Linked DNA regions of Mus musculus: region 2 is linked to region 1. The links are chromatin contacts, called in public HiChIP or PLAC-seq maps. All regions are on one chromosome and are shown on one strand. The core of a region is the stretch at or near the end of the contact, and the rest is flanking DNA. Distances in the headings are between cores, read along the strand shown. Region 1 holds the start of Snai3 (snail family zinc finger 3). Region 2 overlaps Cbfa2t3 (CBFA2/RUNX1 translocation partner 3).

Region 1 (6,254 bases), core at 2,420-4,919:
CTTTCCTGTGTCCCACGTGACTAGCTACTATCCTCTTCTGTACTGGGTTCCCACTTCCTGCCCCAGGCAAAGCAGTCCCAGAGTGGAGAGAGGGAAACAAGAGGAGAGATGTCTTCTTACCATTCTCCCACACCTTCCTAAGTGTGCACTCTCTTCAGAGCATTCCACCTCAGGGAGACAAGTAGCTGAGATCTGCCAAATTAATACGTGGCCCCTAAGAGCAGGGGTCATGACCTTTCTTGAGAGTATTACACACAAACCTATTGCCACATAGTCACTTGCCAGAGGGGGGAGGGGACAGTCTCCCCAGGCAGAGAGCAAAGCAGCACCGTGTCTACAATCGGGTGGTTCCTGCCTAAGATGTGTCTCACCCTCTCTAGGCTGAAAGTTCAGTTAGCTAAGGACTATTCTTCCACCTTGGACTATTCTAGCAGTATCAGGAAGTCACCTAGGACTCCCCTGTGACTCTCCCGCCCACTCAGCCATCCTCTCCAACTCATGCTGCTGTGCCCTATGGCATCTAGGGTGTCAGAAACCTGGGCTGGCAGCAACATGCCTGTAGTTTCAAGTTATGCAACAGCACCGGAAGCTAGCACCCTGCTTCCTAGAAAGCAAACACCCTTGTCACACATTCCTGGACTTTCCTCTTAGGAAAGGGTCGTGTGGTCACCAGAGGCAAAAATCCAGAGCATGGGGCTCCTCAGCTTTGGGTCTCCGAGGAACTGGCCAGCGATCCCTGGGTCTTAGGAGATCCCGGAAGCACCAGAGCAGACTGTGTGTGATTGTAAGGCTGTAGCACGGCATGCCTCAGAGCCTCACCTTTGAACCAATTAACCAGTGCCTAGCCTAGCCACACTTCATCCATCCACCACCATACCCAGCTACAGGAGTCTTGCCTTCCCAGAATCCTTCACACACATTTGTGTGGTATGTGGTATCACCTACTTAGTGCAGGAACCCCCCTCCCCCAATCTGAGCTCATTCCCATTACTTGAAGGGATTTTGGAGAGCCTGTTTCAAGCTTGTATGGGGTGGGGGAGGACAGGGTGGAGCCTTTCTACTCAGCCCACCTGGAAACCAAGGTGCCTGCAGGGACCCCAGACCCTCAGCTAAAGATCTGATGTCAGGAGGAGGTTGAGAAAGTCTCCCTGTATATGAAACGCCAGGGTGGGCCAGGCCTCGGTGACGGGCAGTAACACAGTCTGTCCTCGTGTTGGTTCCTGCTCTGTGAGATGTCAGCGCTCTCTGCCCCCTTCTGAGCACTGAAAACACCGGAGAAAAAGGCTTCACCCGCACACAATGGTGTCCAGACCTGGCGCTGTTCAAGGACTCCCTCTACAAAGGCTATTTCCAACTGAAATCTCTTGATAGCGAGCGGAACGCCTTCTGTAGATCAAAGACCCTCTGCAGCAATCCTTGCACTCAGTGTCAGGCCAAGGGAGTGGGGAGGCTGAGCCCGCCTCCACCCTCATTCTGAGCTTTTCCTCCGGGAAGAGCAGGAGGAAGATGGACTGGTGAGGCTATCTGCAGATCACACCTCCCTTAATCAATGCACAGTTCTGAACTCCAGACACCCCGGGAAACCACAGGGAAGGAAGGTTGTGGCCCTGAGAGCGGGGCCATGACAGCTGTGTCCCCCACGGAGGCTGTGATGGGCAGTCTGCTGGACTTCTGGAGGGCAGACCCAGTCTGCTGACCCAATGCTTTCAGGATGTCATCAGTGCAAGTTATCGCGGTCCTCTGGAATGGCATACCACAGAGTGTTCCTCTGAGAGAACACCAGAAACGTATTTGGAGGCCAGAAGTCCAACATGGAGGTGTATCAGCAAGGGAAGGGGACAAGGGCTCCCTCGTTGCTAACCACTCAGGCCTTAAGCCTCTATCCCAACTCTCCCACCACCCCTGTGCACACCAAAGTCCCATTGCCCTCTTTGCTAGGACATTAATCAGTGGGTTAAGCTCTCTTGAATCTGCAACATCTGTAAAGATTTAGCATCTGAATTAAATCACACAGTTGAATACATTGAATAGACACAGTCCGACCCATGAGTGACACTATCTATTAGCTCTGGCAATATACCAGGGACCAAGGCATAAACAGACTGCATCTCCTCCTGTGGGCCGGTCGGTGGGAGCCCCCTGTGAGGAAGCAGGTGGAGTTGTTGGGTGAGTGTACCTCACTATTGTCAGGGCTGCTGGTTTTCCTGTGGCCCGCTCCATGTGCTTCTGGGGGTGGCTGAGATCTGCGTGGGGCCCTGCGTGGTTCCCAAACCTGTACTTCTGCTGAAGGAGCAACACAGCGTGCGTAGGCAACAGACAGCTTGTCTCAGCCTTTTTAGGAAAAGCCCTGAAGAGGCTTGTGTTGGCTGAGGCAAGCCTCTCTCCCGCTGGGAAGGCTTCCCACAGCCGTGGGCTTAAGAATTTTAAACCCCAGTGCTGGAGACAGCTACTACCTCTTCCCTGGGGCTGCATGAAGCCTGCTGGCCTGTAACTGTGAGTCATAGCTGAAGAATGAACTTGCACAGCAGCAAGGTGAGGGGGCTCAGAGAAGTGGGGATCTCCAATTTCCTTCACGGTAATGGCTTATGAATGTCAGAAGCCTATTGGGGCCCCGCCTCAAAGGTGGGCCCAGCACCTTTCATGAAACTGGCAGTTCCCCTCAAGCAGGCCAGATCATCCCTCTTTAAGGAGGTTAGGAGATGAGCTGGGAGAGTCAGCCCAAGGCTACGCATTGTGTGGGTGGACAGGAAGGATATGCAAGTGCAAGCCGGTTTAGGAACCATAGGCTTTTTATCTATGCCTGGAAGGGGAGAGGTTACAAAAAAGGCTACTTACAAATCCAAGGTACAGGGGAATGGGCAGCCAGCAGGAATGTGTCCTCAGATAGCCTTCCCACAGATGCCCTATTTCCACACAATTACACCATAACAAAAGAGTACTTGCAGCCACATCTGACCAGCCAGGAGTGTGGGCTAATGTTACCAGTTCTGTCGACCACAGAACTCTCAGAACCTTGCTTTTCTCCCAGAAACGGAATGACACCAGCTACCGTGCCCTGCAACCGTGAATGTGAACGCCAGGGTGACTCAGGCCCCTTCCCCCACTGTCTCCTACGCTGCCGACTCACCTTCCCTTCCCACCTCAGCCCACAGATGCCAAGGAATGTGGGGTTATAGGGTAAAGTTCAGTTCTGGCCACACAGCCCTGCTACTCAGCCACAGACAGACACACCCAGTTGGTGCTCTGTCCACCTACCCCAGAGACTGTCCCACCAGACTCTAACGTCGTAAACATCCACACGGAGAGCCTAGACAACCAGACAGGGCTGTTCCGACTCTCCTGGGCATGGATTATAAAGGATGCTGGAGAGGTTAGGGACTCTGCTCGGCCAAGTTGGCTGGCACCTGTCACCTAACCCTGAACTCTGCTCTTTCATCCAGGGCAGGTCGATGGCGAGCCCCCGCGGGGTCGGTGCGTGACCATGACGCGGGCCAGCGGAGTCCCGTGGGGCAGACACCGCCGACCACGCGGCGGGTTCCCCGCCCGCGCACCTGTCCTGGGCGTGGCTTCGCGGCCCCGCCCCGCCGTGCTCCGCGCTGGTTGGCTGAGGTGGTGCGCTATGCTAATGAGCCTGACCCTTCTCGCACCTGCCGGCCGCGCGGCCCGCCGGCGCCGCCAGACTCTGCAGTCGGTAATCCCGCTGCAGGCTCTGGCTAGACTCTGCCTGCTCTCGGGAGGGGACCATGCCGCGCTCCTTCCTGGTGAAAACGCACTCCAGTCACAGGGTCCCCAACTACGGGAAACTGGAGACACTGAGAGGTAGGGGTTGGCCGGATCTCCGCCCCCAGCTCGCAGCGCTTCGGGGCTGGAGGCAGCTGGGAAGTCCTTGGGAGCTGGGTCACACCTGCCCCAGGTGAGAGGGGAAGGGGCTAGAGTTTTCCATTTCAACAGAGGAGGAGGTTCCCCTTCTGGCTTAAGACTGGGGCTCTAAGAGGGATGTGCCCAGGGCAACTAACTTCTCTGCTTCAGAAGATTCGGGCATGCCTTGGGCTCCCCACTTGGCAAAGTTTCCTGAGCCCCAGATCTCCCCGGAGCTCTCCCTGCGGACTGCTCAGCTGAAGTCCTGAAGTCCTCTCTGTGCAGGTCTGGAAGGGTCCAAACTTAAAGTATGTCCCAGGCGCTGTATACACCCACCTAAAGAAGGTCTCACTAACCACAAGGCCAGGAAACTTGTCCTACCCGCAGATGGTGGCTGGTGAGAAAAGGCAGGACTCCCCCAGAGCATCCTGCCTCGTGGGTGGTGAGCTCATTGATAGAGCAAACAACCTCTGGTGGTCTTCGCTCTTCCCAGAAGCCTCCTTGCTCTCCTGGTGCAGTGACCAAGGAAGAGCCGACCTCCACACAACAGGCTCAGTTGTCCACCTTTACGGCTAGGTTCAGGGGCTTTAGGTCTGAGCACCTGAGAAGAGAACCCTTAATCTTCAGAGCCAGCCTGATGGTCAGAGCTACCCCCACTCAGGTGGGCAACTTCTCAGAGAAAGACCTACTAGGAAGTTGCCCAGTGCCTCGGGACACTTTGGATGTCGGGCCTCAGGCCAGCACCCCTCATATAGCCCCAGCTGGTGGGAGTTCTTGGATCAGGCCCCATCATCACCTCTGCTGCCACCAGGGGGTGCTATCTAGGACCCTGCTCTTGGGGGTGGGGGAGACATTTTTGATTCAATTTAGTGAGTCACCAACAGCAGTTCTATAACAGACGCTATTAGAGTGTGATTTTTCTTTTGGTTGGGTGGTTGGGTCTCCTTACAGAGGAGGTAGAAAGTTGTACTTATAGTGAATGTAGTTTTTTTTCCTTGTATGGAGGATAGAATCAATGCCCCACACAAGACTAGTCAAGCACTTACCACTGAGCCATGCCTCTGGCCCTAGGCCATTGTTTTAAGAGTTAAAACCTTAGATTGCACTTGGAGAGCACATACCAGCTTACTTCCTTTTTTTTTTTTTTTGGTTTTTCGAGACAGGGTTTCTCTGTGTAGCCCTGGCTGTCCTGGAACTCACTTTGTAAACCAGGCTGGCCTCGAACTCAGAAATCCACCTACCTCTGCCTCCCAAGTGCTGGGATTAAAGGCGTGCACCACCACGCCCAGCTCCCCAGCTTACCTCTTAAATGGGCAAATCAGGTCCTGCAGGGCCCTGTTTCGGACAGGAGGTTCCCAGAGTAGCCTTAATGCCCTTTAGCGGTCGCTCTTGGCTTTCCCAGGCCCCCATGGTCCCAGTGACTCTCTTCCTATTATGATGTCTCCCTAGAGTATACTGAGGTGCTGAGGCCTGGAGTTCTCCTTCCCTCCTCCGAAGGGGCTTCAGGGATTCCTCAAGCCACGGGGCATTGATACCCTCATCTCCCGGCAAACCAAAGCTGCAGAAATCACCAAAGTGCAAGACAACATAGGAAAGGCATATGCAGAAGCCATGGTCGCTCCCACCTGCATGAGGTTGCTTTCCTCTGCCTGTGGAGTGGACACAGAACGCAGTGTCTGAACCTGGCAGTACCTTGGTGGTAGAGGTGGAGACTTTCCTTCCGACAGGACCCCAGGGAAACTTCCCACGTTCTGTGGTCCAGAACTCTGCTGACAGAGTCTCTTAGCAGTCCTGCTCTCTCCTCCTTCAATCCAGAGTATGATTCCCTGGCTATATAATTAGGAGCAATATGTCTGGTAGGGAGAAAGTAATGGGATTTAACTTCCTGGTTCTCCCACAGCCTTGCCAGCACTTGTCTCTTCTTGCAAGTTCTAGCCATCCCTGAAGTAAAACATGCTACCTTGATGTGGTTTTAATTTGCATCTTTTCGGTGCCTAATGATGGATATTTCCTCGTGTGCACACTGCCCATATGCTTTTTAAATATGTTACTCTTTTTTAATTAAGAAAACTTGAGGGGTAGTGGTGGCGCACACCTTTAATCCCAGCACTGGATAGGCAGAGGCTGGCAGATTTCTGAGTTCGAGACCAGCCTGGTCTACAGAGTGAGTTCCAGGACAGCCAGGGCTGAACAGAGAAACCCTGTCTCGAAAAAACAAAAATAACAACAACAAAAACTTAATATTATTTGGGTGTAGAGACATATATCATGGGATGTGTGTGGACGTCAGAGATGACACGCACGTAGCTTTCCTCTTTCATCTTATGGGTTGGGGATATAAGACTCAGGTTGGCAGACTTGGCTGCAAGCAAGTCTACCTGCTCAGCCATCTTGCC
Region 2 (6,254 bases), core at 1,799-4,298, 180 kb before region 1:
TCTTCCACTGCTGCAGCGTGAGCTCCTGCACTGTGCCCGCCTGGCCAAACAGACACCTGCCCAGTACCTGGCCCAGCACGAACAGCTGCTGCTGGACGCCAGCGCCACCTCCCCTGTCGACTCGTCTGAGCTCCTGCTGGAAGTCAACGAGAACGGCAAAAGGAGAACACCTGACAGGTGCCAGCCTCTCACAAACCCACAGGACGGGAGGTGACCCATGGTGGCCTCTTCCTGCCCGCCCATCTGCCCCTACTGCAGCTCTGCCAGACAGCTGGCCCGGTCTGTTGTCTGTAGCGGGCTGATCGAGCGCTGCTAACCCCGCTGTGTGCTGCAGGGACAGGCTGGCGTGTGGGCCACACTGGGTTCTACAAGCATATGCAGCTCATTTAGCTATGGACCCCAGGGGCCTCTGGGATCCCTGGAGGACAGCAGCTCAGGGAGGGGACTGTCCACCAGAGTTCACTTTTCTCCGTGCTGTCTGTAAACCCTGAGTGACCTGGAACCTAAGGCCTATCTATGGTAGCTGGACTGGTCTGGACCCCTTGACAGGCCATAGAGATACTGGTCCTACTACTATATCGCAGTGGGGACCACACCTGGCCATGGGACCCTGGGTGTCTCCCTCTGTCCATTCTTCACCAGGAGCCCCAGAGGAGGTCAGAGCGGGGGACCAGAACCCAGTGTGTGTGTGTGTGGGGGGGTGTTCCTCTGATTTTCTACCTCTGCCCTGTCTGTCTCTCCTCCCCTCCATTATTATCCTCTATCCAAGACTGAGGCTGATGTCCATTGGTCACCTATTTTCTTGGTCAGGACCAAAGAGAATGGATCAGACCGGGACCCTCTGCACCCCGACCACCTCAGTAAGCGGTCCTGCACCCTGAGCCCCGCCCAGCGCTGCAGCCCCAGCAATGGGCTGCCCCACCCGACGCCACCCCCACCCCCGCACTATCGCCTGGAGGACATGGCCATGGCCCACCATTTCCGGGACTCCTACCGCCATCCTGATCCCCGAGAGCTACGGGAACGCCACCGGCCCCTGGGTAAGCGGTGTGAGAGGGCCGTCAACCGCTTGAGGTCTGAACACATAGTCTGGAACCTGTGTGTCTGTGAGTTTGTGCCCATGTTTACGCCTGCGTGTGCTGGTGTCGGAAAGAGTCCGCATGCATTTATTTAGGGGTTCAGTCAGCACCTGCTTGTACCTATGCTCTAGTGGAGGACACTGAAGCTGCCAGCAGCACCTCAGCTGTCCAGTAAGGAAATGGGTATAAGGAGCCAGCAGCCACCCCAGCGCCCATGTAGCCTGACTTGCCCCTCCAGAGACAAGTCGCCACTCCTCACACACTGAATAACACCACAGTAGAGGACCCTAATCCTTGGGATACACTCCTGCCCTGGGCAGCATGAGGCCACGGTAGCTGAGGGTAAGATTACCAGCAGGGCTGCCTTTTTTCCTCGAATTCAGAAGTGACCCTCAAGTGGGCCATGTGACCTCCCTGTGCCTCAGTTTCTTTCTTTGTCAGAACAGAGATTATGTGAGGATAGGTTATTGATAGAGCACCTGACACACACTCTACCCCAAGGCCCAGCCACCGATGACAAGGACAGCAGCTGACACAGAACACATGCCACTCATCTTGCACGCTGTCATTTCCCAGTCTGTACCCACACCTCAAAGGAAACCGAAGTCCAAGGAGTATGAGTGGGGCAGCCATGGGTGGGCACAGCGACACTCTGCGGAAACCCAGAGATGGCCGTCCCTGCCACACCCTGGTGTGTTGGAACGTAATGTTAGAAATGACCATCCAGGGTCACTCAGAATGCCAATAGGGTCCCAGAGCAGGGTCAACAGAGGCCTTTCCCTGCCCCCACACCATGGAAGCTTCCAGGGCTTGGTCCTAGGCAGCAGGTGACAGTGTCTGGCTCACCACAGCCGGGTCAGGCAGGTGCTAATTCCCACCCGCTTCTGCTAATGCAAAAATAAACGCCAGCTGTCGCACAGATCTCAGCCTCTATTTTAGTTTGGGCGTTGGCACAGGCCCCTCGTGGGCAGCCAGAGAGGGTGCTGGATGACGGCTGTGGCCACTCCCCGCCCTTCTGCAACTCAGGGAGGCATTTCAGGTTAGGGTAGCAGGAGGTCCTAAGGCGCTGATGGCTGCTTAAAAGAGAGGTTTTGCCTCCCCCCACCCCCCAGGAAGTCTGGATTGCTGCCAGGTCACCTGCACAGCCTCAGTTAGGACACTGGGAGCATTTGACATTGCAGGGAAACCAAGACAGGGCCATCATGTTCCTCACGCCCCAGCCAGTGGCACCCCACACCCCGCCACACCCCATTTGGTCATTCCCGATCCAGATTCAGACTCCTTACACCCAACACCGCCTCTCCACTTTCTGCCTGGTAACTGTGGGCACACCCCTCAAGTTTATCAGGTCAGCTTGGGGCTTTTCTTTCTAACTACTTATGATGCAAGAACTAGGCAGGGTTGGGAAACTGAGGCAGGGAGTGGCAACATAAGGGCCCCAGGATCCCACGGAGAATGAACCATCCTGGATTACTGCTTTGATCCTGCTGCAGGTAGATCTGATCCCAAGATTGAACTGGGGGGGGGGGGTAAACACCCAGGTCAGAGTTCAGCCTGGGACACAGAGGTAAACACAACACGCCATTTTTCTTCATGGAGCTGACAGTCTGGGAGCAGGGATAGTAGAGTAAACAGGGAGATCTTGTACCTAGAGACCAGACACACACACACACACACACACACACACACACACACACACACACACACACACACACACGGCCTGAGGAATTCCAAAGACTACAGCTGTGGAGGGGCCCCTCGGGCCTGGACTTTGAGGAATGCATAGGAGTGCAGTTATCTGAAAGGAAGTCATAAACACACCTAAGTTAAGCAGCTGCCCAGAGGCCTGGAGGTTTCTGGACCGTGATAAGAGAAACCTTTAAAGTGAGTTCATCTAGAGCTGCCTATCAGAAATGGGCGAAGCGAGAAGAGCTGGGTTAGCAGGTTACCGGGAGGCAGTGAGTCATGAGGCACAACAGAGGTGGCCTGGTTTAGATTCCCGACGCCCCTGGTGTAGGAAGTAGGAGGCACCTGGGAGTAGGGGCAGGGCCTGAGATCCAAGTCAGGGCTTAGTCATCCGCATGGGGGCCTAACTGTGTGTGGCCTTTTCTACAGCCATACCTGGGTCTCGACAAGAAGAAGTGATTGATCACAGGCTCACAGAACGCGAGTGGGCAGAAGAATGGAAGCACCTCAACAGTGTGAGTGCCCAGGTGGGGCTGCCACGCCCGTGTGACTCCCTGAACATCTGCACAAGGCTGGGGTGGGGAGATCCACGCTGAGATTGCGCTCCTCTGGGTTGGTTCAGCATCTCCTGGTAGGACCCACCGGCATGCCCACTGGCTGCCCGCCCTTTTATGTGAGGGTCATTATCCACTGTTGGCCTGTCAGGATGCTGCCAAAGAGCCATGCACACTGGCTCTTCCTCCTCTACCATCTCCTGCTCAGACACTTGCAGAGTCAAGCCCCAGTGATGTAGGACATCTTTGTGCCTGAGCCCCTGGTCAGGCCAGGTGGACCTCCACTCCCCTGGCCCTCATGCACCTTTCTTGGCAATGAGAGTTTTGAAGGAAACAGCCCAAGCCCCTTCCACCCCTACCATGCATCCAAAGAAGATTCCATTCAAGTTGGGTGCCCACAGGCACTGGGAGTCATTTCACTGTTTGTGGGGAGCCAAGGTATAGATTTCTGTGCCCCGCCTTCAGGGACGTTGAGCTGGCTCCCTGACCACCCCCTCCATATTGGATGGCCACATCTGGCCACAGCCCCGGTTCCAACGTCCTGAAGGCCCTGCCACCCGCCCGCAGCTTCTGAACTGCATCATGGACATGGTGGAGAAGACCCGGCGATCCCTCACCGTCCTGCGCCGGTGTCAGGAGGCCGACCGTGAGGAACTCAACCACTGGATCCGGTGCTACAGTGACTCTGAGGAGGGGAAGAAGGGCCCTACCCCCATCTCTGCCCGGTCCCTCAACAGCTGCAGTGGCCCTGAGGGGTCTCAGCTAGGTGTGTACCAAGCAAGAACATGGAGGACCTGTAGCGAGAGGTTGCTAGCCCTATACAGTCTCTGTAGGATGCCACTAATTCTCCAGAAAGCTAGCCAACACTCGGTCCTTACTTAAACAGGAAGCCTCACTTGGAAAGGGGGGCCTTTCCCATGGCATAAAGATGTGCCTGGCCTGCTAGGGAGCCTGGACCTTCCAGATTCTGGTAGGTACAGGCCAGGCTTAGGAGGAGGCACCCGAGGGCTTCTATTTACCCATCCACCACAGCGGTGCCTACGGAGATGGGGGTGAGGTGGTCCGGGACATGCCCAGATCCCAGCGTGAATCCATGTTCACTGTCTATAAGAGTATGCCACTCAAATCCCTCCATTCTCCTGGTAGCATGTGAAGCCCTCTTTCCCAAGAGGAAAGATACTTCTTGCCTTCAAACCCTGGCCAGAGAGGAAGGGAATCCAGTGTGGAGGAAGGCAACTGATGACCCCACCTTGTGTGTGACACTGTACCCTGCCCCCTTATTCCAGATGTTCACCGGGACTTCACGCCCAGGACCCTGTCTGGCTACATGCCTGAAGAGATCTGGAGGAAGGCTGGTGAGTAAAGACAGACCCTGGAAACAACCGCTAAAAAGTGTCCGTGTCTGCCGGGCATGGTGGCACACGCCTTTAATCCCAGCACTCGGGAGGCAGAGGCAGGCAGATTTCTGAGTTCAAGGCCAGCCTGGTCTACAAAGTGAGTTCCAGGACAGCCAGGGCTACACAGAGAAACCCTGTCTTGAAAAACAAACAAACAAAAAGAAGTGTCTGTGTCTCCACAGATGGTCTCCACACGAGGCAAGTTTGGGATTTACACATTGGGTCACACATAGGGGTATATACAAAATGCATGTGTGTGCACACATGCACACACACAGACACACACAGAAAGAGAGAGAGAGAGAGAATATGAATCAGGTATTTACAGCCAGGGTTCACATAGTGTACCTCTGTTTCCCTATGGATAGGTCTAAGCCGACCTGTTGTTTTCAAAGCAGGTCCCTCACAGCATTGACTTGCCTGAAGCCTGTTAGAACAGAATCCTGGACACTACCAGAACCTGCTAGACCATACTGTGGGTAGGACCTGGCCCTCACTCACTGAAGATGTACACCAGAGTAAGAACCATGACGCTGGCAGGTAGAGCTTTGGAAGTTTACCCATGGCTCTGTTCCTTGTGACCAGGGTTGCACACATGTGCCCAGGACTCACACATTCACCCACATACATACCTTTCAGCTAACGAGTGGAGTCATTGACTTGTGCCTTTGTGTGCACACACGCAATGTATGGTCGGCATGTGTGCACACAACTGCACTTAGGCGCCTGCCCGAGTTGTGAGCGTAGAGGGTCCAGAACCCCAGGGGAGCCAGCCTGGGTGACTGCCATCCTACGTTTGTGCTTTACAGAAGAAGCTGTGAATGAGGTGAAGCGCCAGGCCATGTCAGAACTACAGAAAGCTGTGTCTGATGCGGAGCGCAAAGCCCATGAACTCATCACCACAGAGCGTGCCAAGATGGAACGAGCCCTGGCGGAGGCCAAGCGACAGGCCTCGGAGGATGCCCTGACTGTCATCAACCAGCAAGAGGACTCCAGCGAGGTAGGGCCACCAGCCTCCAGGTGCACTGCAGTCTGTGGGCTGACCGAACACCACACTTGTACAACCTCCAGGTCTCATGAACTCTCTGCTCTCAGTGGCCATGGCTGTCTCTGGTGCCACAAGAAAACCTGCAGCCTGTTCAGCTCTGTCAGTAAAGAGAGAGAGAGAGAGAGAGAGAGAGAGAGAGAGAGAGAGAGAGAGAGAGAGAGAAACACATGAGGCCTGGTAGGTGTCCCTCAGGCCTTCCCAACCTGCAGGAGCAGTAGCTAAAGGTCCAGAGAATAAAGGATTATCTGGGGTCTGACACATTCCACTGAGCTCCATTCCACTGAAGCCTGTTGATGTCAAACCCTCTGTTCCTTAACTTGTGAAAGCAAGAGGTTTCAGAGAGCAGGGCATTGGTGGTGCATCCTTTAGTCCCAGCACTTGGGAGGCAGAGGCAGGCAGATTTCTGATTTCGAGGCCAGCCTAGTCTACAGAGTGAGTTCCAGGACAGCCAGGGCTATACAGAGAAACCCTGTCTCAAAAAACAAAACAA

The links. HiChIP or PLAC-seq counts read pairs in DNA pulled down with a chosen protein or histone mark.
Region 2: an HNF4G HiChIP or PLAC-seq map of pancreatic cancer cells shows a contact between it and region 1. The contact joins the enhancer-like site here to the promoter of Snai3 in region 1. A contact is called at or near these places in 2 of 115 datasets of contacts at active chromatin or transcription factors (embryonic stem cells and pancreatic cancer cells) and 4 of 9 other capture datasets (adipose tissue, embryonic stem cells, liver and 1 more).

What each region holds. Positions count from the first base shown.
Region 1 is chr8:122,458,104-122,464,357 of GRCm38.p6, reverse strand. Snai3 (snail family zinc finger 3) reads left to right here and starts at 3,669. Exons shown (of 3, transcript NM_013914.3): 1 at 3,669-3,819. The coding sequence starts at 3,744.
Region 2 is chr8:122,632,780-122,639,033 of GRCm38.p6, reverse strand. Cbfa2t3 (CBFA2/RUNX1 translocation partner 3) reads left to right here. Exons shown (of 12, transcript NM_001109873.1): 6 at 1-177; 7 at 811-1,040; 8 at 3,195-3,280; 9 at 3,887-4,085; 10 at 4,606-4,674; 11 at 5,526-5,716. Among named protein-coding and RNA genes, the nearest start is that of Pabpn1l, 13 kb to the right of the region's middle. Within about 2 kb of position 3,048, at least 64 of the 459 cell types and tissues checked have an H3K27ac peak or open chromatin away from gene starts, as enhancers often do. A contact at or near this core is called in pancreatic cancer cells and pancreatic islet, where this site is marked.